Regions from separate parts of the Gossypium arboreum genome. Here region 1 is linked to region 2. The links are chromatin contacts, called in public Hi-C maps. All regions are on one chromosome and are shown on one strand. Each heading gives the region's core, a stretch centred on a gene start, on an enhancer-like site or on the middle of the called end of the contact. The rest is flanking DNA. Distances are from core to core; before and after follow the strand shown. Region 1 holds the start of LOC108489338 (ATP-dependent RNA helicase DEAH11, chloroplastic-like). Region 2 has its middle 48 kb from the start of LOC128282715.

Evidence for each region. Hi-C and Micro-C count contacts between places; a contact is called where the count stands out from the background.
Region 1: a Hi-C map of leaf shows a contact between it and region 2, with 2.4 times the contacts expected there. The contact joins the promoter of LOC108489338 here to the enhancer-like site in region 2. A contact is called at or near these places in 2 of 5 Hi-C or Micro-C datasets (both in leaf).

What each region holds. Positions count from the first base shown.
Region 1 is chr10:17,547,306-17,552,443 of ASM2569848v2, forward strand. LOC108489338 (ATP-dependent RNA helicase DEAH11, chloroplastic-like) reads left to right here and starts at 1,656. Exons shown (of 3, transcript XM_017793811.2): 1 at 1,656-2,891; 2 at 4,294-5,138. The coding sequence starts at 1,965.
Region 2 is chr10:17,451,990-17,457,807 of ASM2569848v2, forward strand. It overlaps the pseudogene LOC108488309. Among protein-coding and RNA genes, the nearest start is that of LOC128282715, 48 kb to the right of the region's middle. Within about 2 kb of position 2,387, at least 2 of the 2 cell types and tissues checked have an H3K27ac peak or open chromatin away from gene starts, as enhancers often do. A contact at or near this core is called in leaf, where this site is marked.

The DNA.
Region 1 (5,138 bases), core at 406-2,905, 95 kb after region 2:
GAATGATGATAGAATTGAAAAACAAAAGGGAATAGAATTGTAGAGAACGAAAAATGAACGTCATGAAAAAGATGAAGAGATTTTGGAGAAAAAAATAAAAATAAAATAAAATAAGCAGATATGACCACAAGTCCCCAGATTTTCTTCCACTACCCCACTAACTTAACCTTCTCAGACTTTCAGTTCCACCAAAACTCTATCACATAACTGAGCAAAAATATCATCCTCGTTCGCACAAGGATTCAAACACAGGACCTCCAACACACCAACTCCCTTACCACTCGAACCAGCAAACTTATTTTGATATGGATTAACAAACAATGTAATATAAACCCACTTAACAAGGGTAAGGCTAGAATTAGAAAAATAACAAAAATTTCCAAGGTGAAAATTGAACTCAAGACCTCTCACACAAACCCAGAACACTTAACCACTGAAATAGATACATAGTTGTGTCAAATATTTACATAAACAGGGATAAATTAATCAGGGCGTTACATTAAGTGTAGGAATCACTAGAGTGGAAATAATTTGATCCCGAACTTGAGCCAAATAAGCTCTAAGTTCAATAAAGGCTAACACTATAAAAAACTTGTCCCATTATTATACTGATCAGAAACTTTTCAGAGATAAGCATGAGACAATTAAATTCATTTTTCGAGGTCTCCACTTGTCCCAAATAACTAACCATATCCTGTTGATTTTGCTATAGATGAACCAGATCTGTCTCCACTTTGTATATACGTTGAACACCATTAGTATATAACCTTTTAGCCTTATTCCACACTTTATAATAGGTTTATACGACTAAAATAAAGTGAACAATTTCAACTCGAGAGAATGCCATAATAAACTGCATAATTGTACATCAATCTTAATCCACGCCTCTTTATCTTTCTCATCAATATTTTAGGCCTCTATCTCTAGATGATCTTTATACCCTTGGTCTATAAACCATAATTCAACCAATGTGACCCAAGAAATATAATTATCATTTCCTTGAAGTTTGATAGTAGTAATGGCTAGAATTGAAGAAAAGATTGATTTCATAGAACTTGAAGGATCTATAGTAGAAAACGAAGAGAGAAAAATCAAACATTAACGAAAATGAGCAATGATAGCACCAGTGAAGTTGGCCAAGGCCGGGTGACACTCCAAAAAGACTCGCAGCAACAAATGGTAGTTGGATGAGGCCCTACACACTCTTACATGTCGGCGTGTGGGAGAGAAGCAAAAAAGGTGTAGTGGCATGTATGGCTCACACGTGTAGATTCTAGTGATAGGGTCTTGATTGAAGGGTTGGCTAAGACTAGGTATTTTAATGGTAGCAGCGATGAGATTTAAGTGATTTTAATACTATGTTAATTTGAGAAAGAAAGAGAAAACAAGAAAAGAAAATAAGAGAGTAACTACTATTGTGAAAGTAAAAAAAAAAGAGAAAAAATCATATTGTATTTTTCATCATTTACCCTCAAACCTAGAAAAATATATATATAAATGAAATTATACAAGAAAAATAATCTCTTAATTTCCTAAATTTCAACTTATTATAATTCTTAATAATATCTAAAATTTTTATCAATTTTAGTAATATATTTATTACATATATTTTCCATAACATATGACACGAATCTAATATAGTATTAATACATCGAAATTAACTCGTAAAATAATACTTCCTTGACCAATACGACTACTATGTTTAACAGGAATCCTAACTCCCTCAAATTTCATTTTCTAGAAATTGAAATGTCTTAAACCCTAATTTTTAAATATATAGAGAGAGAGAAATTTAAAAAGAACACTGCTTTTTCTATTTTCCTCTTCTTTTTTTTGTCTTCTACATGCTTGCTCGCTCACTCAGTGACTCACTTTCTTCTTCTCTGCTTCAACTTCCATAAAAACTGAAATAATAAAATAAAAACAGCTGAAATTTCTAGATTTTGTTCTGTTTTCTCTATGCCATGAAGAACTTCTCTTCATCCTCCAACCACCGTCACCCGCCGCCGCCGGGTGGCCATAAACCGTACCCCCACCGCCAGCACCAACAATCTAGCTACCAAAACAATTTCCGTTGTGTACCCAATTTTCAGGCTGTCAACAAAAAATACTACCGCCGCCGTTTTCCGCCGCCAGCATCCACCACCGATGGTTCCGTCAACTCCAACGCCCTTCACTGCCCAAACTTCATAATTCAACTCGTCCATGACTTCTCCTCCTCTCCTTCCAAACCGGACGACCTCCAAACTCTTATTTCCCAACTCGACCCATCCCCCCAAAACTCTCACATTTACACCACTGGTAAAATCGCCGCTTCCCTAATTTTCCAAGAATGGAGCAAAACCCTCTCTTCAATTATCCATTTATGGCGTTCCCGCCTTGATGGGTCCATCCATTATACTCCCAAGCTTATTTCCAACGTCATCGTGCCTTCTGACACGGTGGAGCTCAATCAAAACCTTAAAACCCTTTTCTCGAGCCATATAACGGGATTGATGGAAGGGGCACTGGTTAGGAAGTGGCAGGAAAAAATCAATGAAAAATCCGATGAGATCGCTGACTTGGTTGGACAAATGGGTAAGAGGAAATATTCGCTGGGAATGTTTTATGAGTTGGATGACAAGAAGAAAGCTTTAAAGGCGGAAAGGTCTACGATTTCGAAGCGGTTGAAGGAGTTTAAGGGAGGGATGAGCAGCTTGTTGAGGTGCTTGGAAACTTGGGAAATTGGGAATGAGGAAGGGGATGAAGGTGTGAAGGTTTACAGGGTTGAAGGAGAGCTTGATTGGAAGCTAATCCATCAACTGATTTTGAGGGAATGTAGAAGGTTGGAAGATGGTTTGCCTATTTATGCTTATAGGCAAGAAATTCTTACTAGAATACATGGTCAACAGGTAATCATTTATTTCTCCTCCATTTTTCTGTTTTGGTAGATAGGTTTGGATTATCATCATATATATTGTAAAACCTTAGTGATGCAATTTAAGAATGTGAAAGCTGGTTTGGAGATAAAAAGTCCATCATCATATATGCACGAGATGTGTTCTTTCAAAGGATTATCACCTTATAATTTGACAGTGTAATTAGAGTTCAAAGACTTGAAAAAGCATGTGAAACTCAACAAACGATTATTTTCTTAACATTGTCTGTATATTATTTTGTGTTCATTTATGTCATGTGTTAATTAATTGAAAATAGAGAAGGTTATACCTAAAGATGTTAACTTATGATTCAGCGTTGACTTCCATATTTATAGTTAGATGAACATGTAACACTATAAATTCTCTTCTGGACTTTTAAGATTTCTGCTACCGTATTGGATAATATCCTTGTGTTTAGTGAAATTAGTGAGGAATTCAATACTAATTAGATGACATATAGGATAGTCTATGGACAGTTGCACGAGCAGGCAGTTCAAGTGCTGGGATTAGGATTTGAGATGGTATTTAGAGCTAGGAAGTGGATACAAAAATATTGAGATATCATAAAGGTTGAAAACACTGGGTAAGAGCCACTAATGAGCCAGTAGGAATCAGCAGCTAAATTGGCAGTGAGGCTTAACAAATTCATGGTGTCATCAATCTCTCACGTGCACACACACACAAAAAGAGTCATTTAACTTCCCATGCGGTAGTAGAAAATAACTGCAAGATTTTTAGGATATTCTCTTTGCTCATTTGTATTCATTTTTTCCCTATCTTTCTTGGTGCTTAATTCTAATTATAATGTAGTTTAAGTGCAACAAAGTGTAAAACCTTTGTAAGTAAGTTTATATTCTTGCCATGTGAAATTCAACATAGGGTTATTTTCTTTACATTGACTGTATATTTTGACCATTCTCTGGAACTTTTAAATTTCTGCTACTGTTTGGATTCTAAACTTGTATTTGATGAAATTATTTAGGAACTCAATACTAATTACATGACACATAGGGTAGTTTCCAGAGAATTGCATGAGCTTCGGTTCAATTGCTGGAATTAGGATTTCGGATGGTATTTGGAGATGGAAAATGGATGCAAAATATTTAAATACTAAGAAGGTTGAAAACTTATCATAGGATGAAATGAGCAAGTAGGAAGCAGCCGCTAAAATTGCGGCCACATTTAAAAAATCCTAGGTGTTATAAAAAAAAGATTCATTTATCTCCCCATGCAATATGAGATAATAACTGCCAGATTTTTAGGATATTCTCATTAGATTTCTATTTATTTTGTTCCTATGTTTTTTTGTTGTTTATATCTTATTATAATGTAGATATTTTCCTTTGATTTTCTCGAACAACTATTCAATGCCCAGGTAATGGTGTTGATTGGAGAGACTGGTTCAGGAAAGAGCACCCAGCTGGTTCAGTTTCTTTCTGATTCAGGAATTGCTGCAAATGAGTCAATTGTATGTACTCAGCCACGAAAGATTGCTGCCATCTCATTAGCAAAAAGAGTTAGAGAAGAAAGCATTGGGTGCTACAGTGATAACTCAGTCATTTGTTATCCAACATTTTCATCCTCTCAGCAGTTTGATTCAAAGGTGATATATATGACTGACCACTGTTTACTGCAGCATTATATGAAGGATAAGAATTTGTCCGGCATTTCTTGCATCATCGTTGATGAGGCCCATGAAAGAAGTTTGAACACTGATCTTCTTTTGGCATTGGTTAAAGATTTACTTGGCCGAAGATTTGATTTAAGGCTTGTAATAATGTCTGCAACAGCTAATGCCAATCAACTGTCAGACTACTTTTTTGGGTGTGGAATCTTTCATTTGGAGGGTAGAAACTTTCCTGTTGATATTAAGTATGTTCCTTGTGCAACTGAGGGAACTTCTGGTTCTGGTATGGTTGCGACATACGTTTCTGATGTCTTGAGGATGGCTGCTGAGATTCACAAAACAGAGAAAGAAGGGAATATTCTCGCCTTTTTGACTTCCCAGATGGAAGTAGAATGGGCTTGCGATCATTTTGAAGCTCCAAATGCCATTGTTTTACCATTGCATGGAAAGCTATCCTTTGAAGAGCAGTGTCATGTTTTCCAGAACTACCCTGGGAAGAGAAAAATTGTTTTTGCAACAAATATTGCAGAGACATCACTTACAATTCCTGGGGTCAAGTATGTGATTGATTCTGGTATGGTCAAGGAGAGTAA
Region 2 (5,818 bases), core at 1,137-3,636:
TTTTGTTGCCACGAATATTAGTTTTACGGTAATGTTTGTTATTACGTTAGTGTTGGTATTGTATTTTATTTATTATTTTTGTTTTCTTTTAAATTTATTTGAACTAAAATAAAGAAAAGAATATTACTATAGTATTTGTCATGAATCAAACGAGATTAATTCAGGTAGGTTAATAAATTTTTAAAAGTTTTAAAATTTCGAAGATTACAGGAAATGATGAAACCCTAATCAATGACTGAATATTAAACTTAAAACAAAATAAATACTATTATTAGATACCTTACCCAAAATCCGATCCTTTAGGATCATTTCATAAAGACAAAGTCAAGGATATGAAGGTGGTAAATGAGAAATAATTATCCAAAAAGATCCACGTCAGCTCAAATTTTGAATCATCCACACAAAACTCAGCGCTTTTCCTCGCTCTTCCCCACTTCATGGCGGTGGCTATGACCATGATTCTCCAATAAAGCTCTAAACTTTCTTTCATATCATTAATCTCAATTCTTCCTCAATGGCTCTCTCCAATTTACACTAACTTCTTTCTTTTTCTCCCATAACATTTTTGTTTTTCCAATTATGTTTAATATGTAAATTTTAATTAAATAATGTTTCTTCAGGGGTTTCCTTTGTATGCTTTGGAATCTTTGGTTAATTGGAATAAAGGTTGATAATTTTCATCATTTAAATATCAGAAAATTGTTAACTGAGTTCTCTGAGACCATTTCTTAAAGTGTGTTATATAAGGAAACAGGACTAGTTGACTATGAAAGTAAAACAATTTCTTAAGTATTCTTTCTTAATATTTGGGTTTGGATTTCCTTAGCTATATATTTTGGTGGTAAGTATTCATGGTTCATTTCTTTTTATCCTTCTGTTTAATTTTGACGGTACGATTATGGGAATCTAGTAACTACAGCAAATAGGTGCAACCCTTTTCTGTTTGCAAGTAGTTGTACAAGAAAGATGGGCTCGAGTTTCATGGGTGTGGTAAAGTCAGAGCTGCTTTGGTATCAGGAGAAGGGGATGTGCTATCTTATCCTAAGAGTATTGGAGTTGTTGTAGGGAAGGCTAGTTTTGTCGATGGACTTGTTGACCAGCAAGCTGGGATTGAGGTACAGCCTAATGCCATAAGTTTCGAAACACTTGCAGCCGAAATAACTCTTGTGACTAATGGTTTCTTTGCTGATGAATACGACTTGGGTCATCCTACACAAGGGTTTGCTTCCATCCAGGAAGCCATTGAAGATATTCGTCAAGGAAAGGATTGTTTATCCTAGTTACATGTTTGAATTCGATGTTATTATCACACTGCTAATTGAGGAAAATTTGCAGTTAGTAATTGTTGTAGATGATGAAGATAGAGAAAATGAGGGTGATCTGATAATGGCAGCATCAATGGCAACTCCTGAGGCCATGGCCTTTATTGTCAAGCATGGAACTGGAATTGTTTGTGTGAGCATGAAAGCTGAAGATTTGGAGAGGTTAGAGCTACCATTAATGGTAACCCAGAAGGAGAATGAGGAAAAAATTTGTACGGCTTTCACTGTGTCAGTGGTATGTTCTTCGCTTTATTCAAAGTACATGTGAAAGCTACACCTTTTATATTTGCCAAAATACGAGGGTTTTTATTACAATATGAGACTTTCATTTAATGGTGGATTCTTGTTTCATTGTTGTGCTTGGTATCCTTGTTTGGAGATAAACTACATTGATTTCATACAGGATGCAGAGCATGGTACAACAACGGGTGTCTCTGCTTGTGATAGGGCGACAACCGTACTGGCACTGGCGTCTAAAGACTCAAAACCCGAAGATTTCAATCGCCCAGGTCATATCTTTCCCCTGAAGTACAGGGAGGGAGGGGTGCCAAAAAGAGCTGGGCACACAGAAGCTTCTGTTGATCTAGCTGTATTAGCTGGGCTAGAACCTGTGGCAGTTTTATGTGAGATTGTGGATAATGATGGCTCAATGGCTAGGTTGCCAAAGCTTCGTGAATTCGCTCAGGCTGAAAAATTGAAGATTATTTCTATCGCTGATATAATCAGGTACACTGATAGTATCCTTTTTCCTAAGGGGTGATCTTGTTGTTAAAGTTAGGGCCTTTACTTGCTCTTCTTACCACTTAAGTCTACTCAAACTAAAGCATTGGTGTTTATAAGGTTATGACTTAAGTATAGGGAAAATGTTTCTTTGAAGGTGAACATAAACGTGTTAGAACGGTGACCAACTCTTTTATAGCAGCTATGGAGGAACATCATCATCATCACAACTGATCTTTATTCTTCCATTTGTTGGCTATCAAAGTGACCCATTTAGTGAAGTTATTTATATTACAATAATTGACAGATATAGAAGGAAAAGAGAGAGGCTGGTGGAGCTGGCTGCTGCTGCGTTGATACCCACAATGTAGGGTCCATTTAAAGCATACTGTTATAGGTCATTGCTAGATGGGATTGAGCACATAGCGATGGTTAAAGTCAGTATTTCATCTGAATATTCACTACCTTATCTGTTTCTTATTTTTGTTTAGTAAGCAACACTAACCAGTTCTAAAATCTGGGAATTCAAAAGTATTCTTATATGCCGTTACTATAGTTTGTTGTGTCATTAGCCACATGCGAAAACTTTATCAGTCTGACCAGGTTGTATGAGTAGGACGTTGACGACTGGACTGCGTAACGTGCAGGGTGAAATTAGTGATGGCCAAGATATTCTCGTGAGGGTACACTCCGAGTGCCTTACCGGCGACGTATTTGGGTCTGCCAGATGTGATTGTGGAAACTAGTTAGCACTAGCAATGAAGCAAATTGAGGCAAGTGGACGGGGTGTATTAGTTTATCTTCGTGGACATGAAGGTAGAGGGATCGGTTTAGGCCACAAGCTTTATGCTTATAACTACAAGATGATCGACACGACTAGAGGTGAGCATGGGACGGGTCGGGTCAGGTTCGACTAAAAATTTAGGCCCGTTTGTTAGACTTCAAGCTCGGCTCTGCTCGAAAAATAGGCTTAAAATTTTGCCCCAACTCGACCTGACCCGCCCATATTAATTTTTATATAATTTTAAAATATATATAATACATAAAAAATAATAAAAACATCAAAATAAATATTTCCCAAAAATTAAATTTTTTTAAAAAATATGTATACTTAAATAACACTAACATAGATGCAACTTAACAAGCAAATGTCTCTAAAATAATAACAAAATTAACAAATGTCTTTAAAATAATAACAAAATTAACAATAAAATAAGTTTTACACAATATCCAAATAATAACAACAAAATAGTAGCAATATAATAATAAAATGGTAGCAAAATAAGGAGAAAATAACAAGAAAATAATATTAAAAAATTAATTTTTTTTATTTTTTAGTGAATTCGAGCCGAGTCGGGCCTGGGCCAAAAATGCCTTACCCGAGACCCATCCCTTTTTTTAAACTGGCCTTATTTTTTTGTCCAAACCCATTTTTCGGGCCTATATTTTTGTCCAAACCCTTCCACATTTTGAGCGGACTTTCAAACCGGGCCGGGTGGCTCGACCCATGCTCACCTTTAGACACGACACAGTTGAGGCCAATGAAGAGCTTGGTTTACCTATTGATTCTCGGCAATACGACATCGGTGCACAAGTAAGATTTCTTTAGCCATTTGTCTTTGTTACCTACACCATATGTGCAGTGTTGAATTCTATAAAACACAGTTTCCTTCACTTGCTCGCACTGTTAAATTGCTGAATGTAGTGTTCGATTTTCTGCAGATACTACGAGATATTGGTGTTCATACAATGAGTCTGATGACAAACAATCCAGCAAAGTACGTCGGTCTTAAAGGTTATGGTTTGGCGATTTCCGACAGGCTTCCATTATTGAACCCAATAACTAAAGACAACAAAACATACTTGGAGACCAAACAAGAAAAATTGGGACATATTTATGGTTTAAATATTAACTCAACCTGCAACACGACTTATCAGGAGATATAAGCAAGTCTGAGTTGATATGTTGTTGTTTGAGTTGGTAATTTCATATATGATAATAACACTTTGCGATGATGTTTTGGGAATGGCATATTGGTTTAATTTTTTGATTTAAAATTTTTACACTAATTGAAGAATGTAATCGTATAAGTATGCTGAACGTAGCAGATGTATTTACATGCCTTTTATTGATAAAGCAGACTGAATATCCGATATGTTTTATTTATTTAATTTATTAATATATATTTGAATGATTTTTAGAGGGAAAGGTTTTCGCTTATGCCCGAGAATCTCCTCGTTAAGCGGTAGCACATTATTCACACCGGGACTAATTCTCGGTTAAAAATAAAAAATCAACTTATTGATGTTTGAATATTTATAAAAAACGAGGTTTTAAAATTAAAATAGAGGTGGTGAAATTATATTTTTGGGTAAATTTTAAAATACTTATTTTTGTTTTTTAAGTTACATTTTAATTACTTACGTTATCGCGTTATAATATTTTAGTTTTCAAGTCGTTAATTTCTATTAACGTGTAACGATAAACTGATGTGGCATGTTAAAAATAAATTTGTGAGATTAACATGATATATATTTTAATAAAAATAATTAATAAATGTGTGAGATTAACATTATATATATATAAAACGATAGTATCAATATATTGGTAATCTAGTCTATAATGTATAAATTTATTTATTCTTAATTTATATGTCAAAACTCAAAAGAATAAAATATTTTTAATAATTAAATTAAATATTTTTATAAATATTAATTGTATCTAATCAAATTAGTTCGATTCAACAAAAATCTTGACTTCACAAATACTATGATTCATATTTATTTGAAATTAAGATAAAGAAAATCGATCAATTAAAAACTATTATTTTATATAATTTGATATTCACAAATTAAAAATTGAATTACATACAATCTAAATTAGTAAAACTAAATTAGTAGGTCTGTACAAAATATAGTGTCTACAAGGACAAGATAAATATAAAAATAGTACTTAAAAATAAAGTTTTTATAATAAATTGATGGTGAACAAATCAAATTATTGGTTTGATCATTTCACTTAATTTAATTAAATAAGTTATTAAAAATTATAAAAAAAAATACTACAACAAAATAGACTTTTAGTGGCGTTTTTTTTAGCATTTAGCAGGCTTTTAAGCGCCACTAAAAATTTTTGCGGCGCTTCTTAAAACGCCGCAAAAAACGCCGCTATAGGTACCGCCACAAAATTTTGTGCCGTTTATTTAAAAAAAACGCCGCTAAAAGTCATGGATTTTAACGGGCTTTTTTGGAAAAGCGCCGCTAAAAGTCACGGCTTCTAGCGGCGTTTTTATGGCAAACGCCGCTAATTTTGACAGATTTGCTATATATTTTTTTCACTAATATCCAGCCCTTCCTGCATTAAAATCCAACCAAATACAACAAATATAATATAAAATGCAGCCAAAAATAACAAATTTAGCATAAAAAATACAACCAAAAATATTAATTCTAAATGATACTTCAAATTTAACGAAAGATATATGATATAATTAATAAATAAAGTATAATTTAAAATATTCTTACAATAATGTTAAACGTGACAAAGTTAAAAACATTCTTACAATGAGAAAACTAATGTCTAAGATGGCGGCTTTTGCGATTGCTTTGAAACATCTGCATCATCTCTTTGAAGTCATGTTGGAGGTCATCGTACTTTTTGCTCTGCTCTGCTGCCATCGCTACTGCCTCTGCCTCCCTCGCTCGTGCCTCTGCCTCCCTCGCTGCTGCTGCTGCCTCCCTCTCTGTTGCCTCCGCTCTAAGTTGTTGCTGGAGTT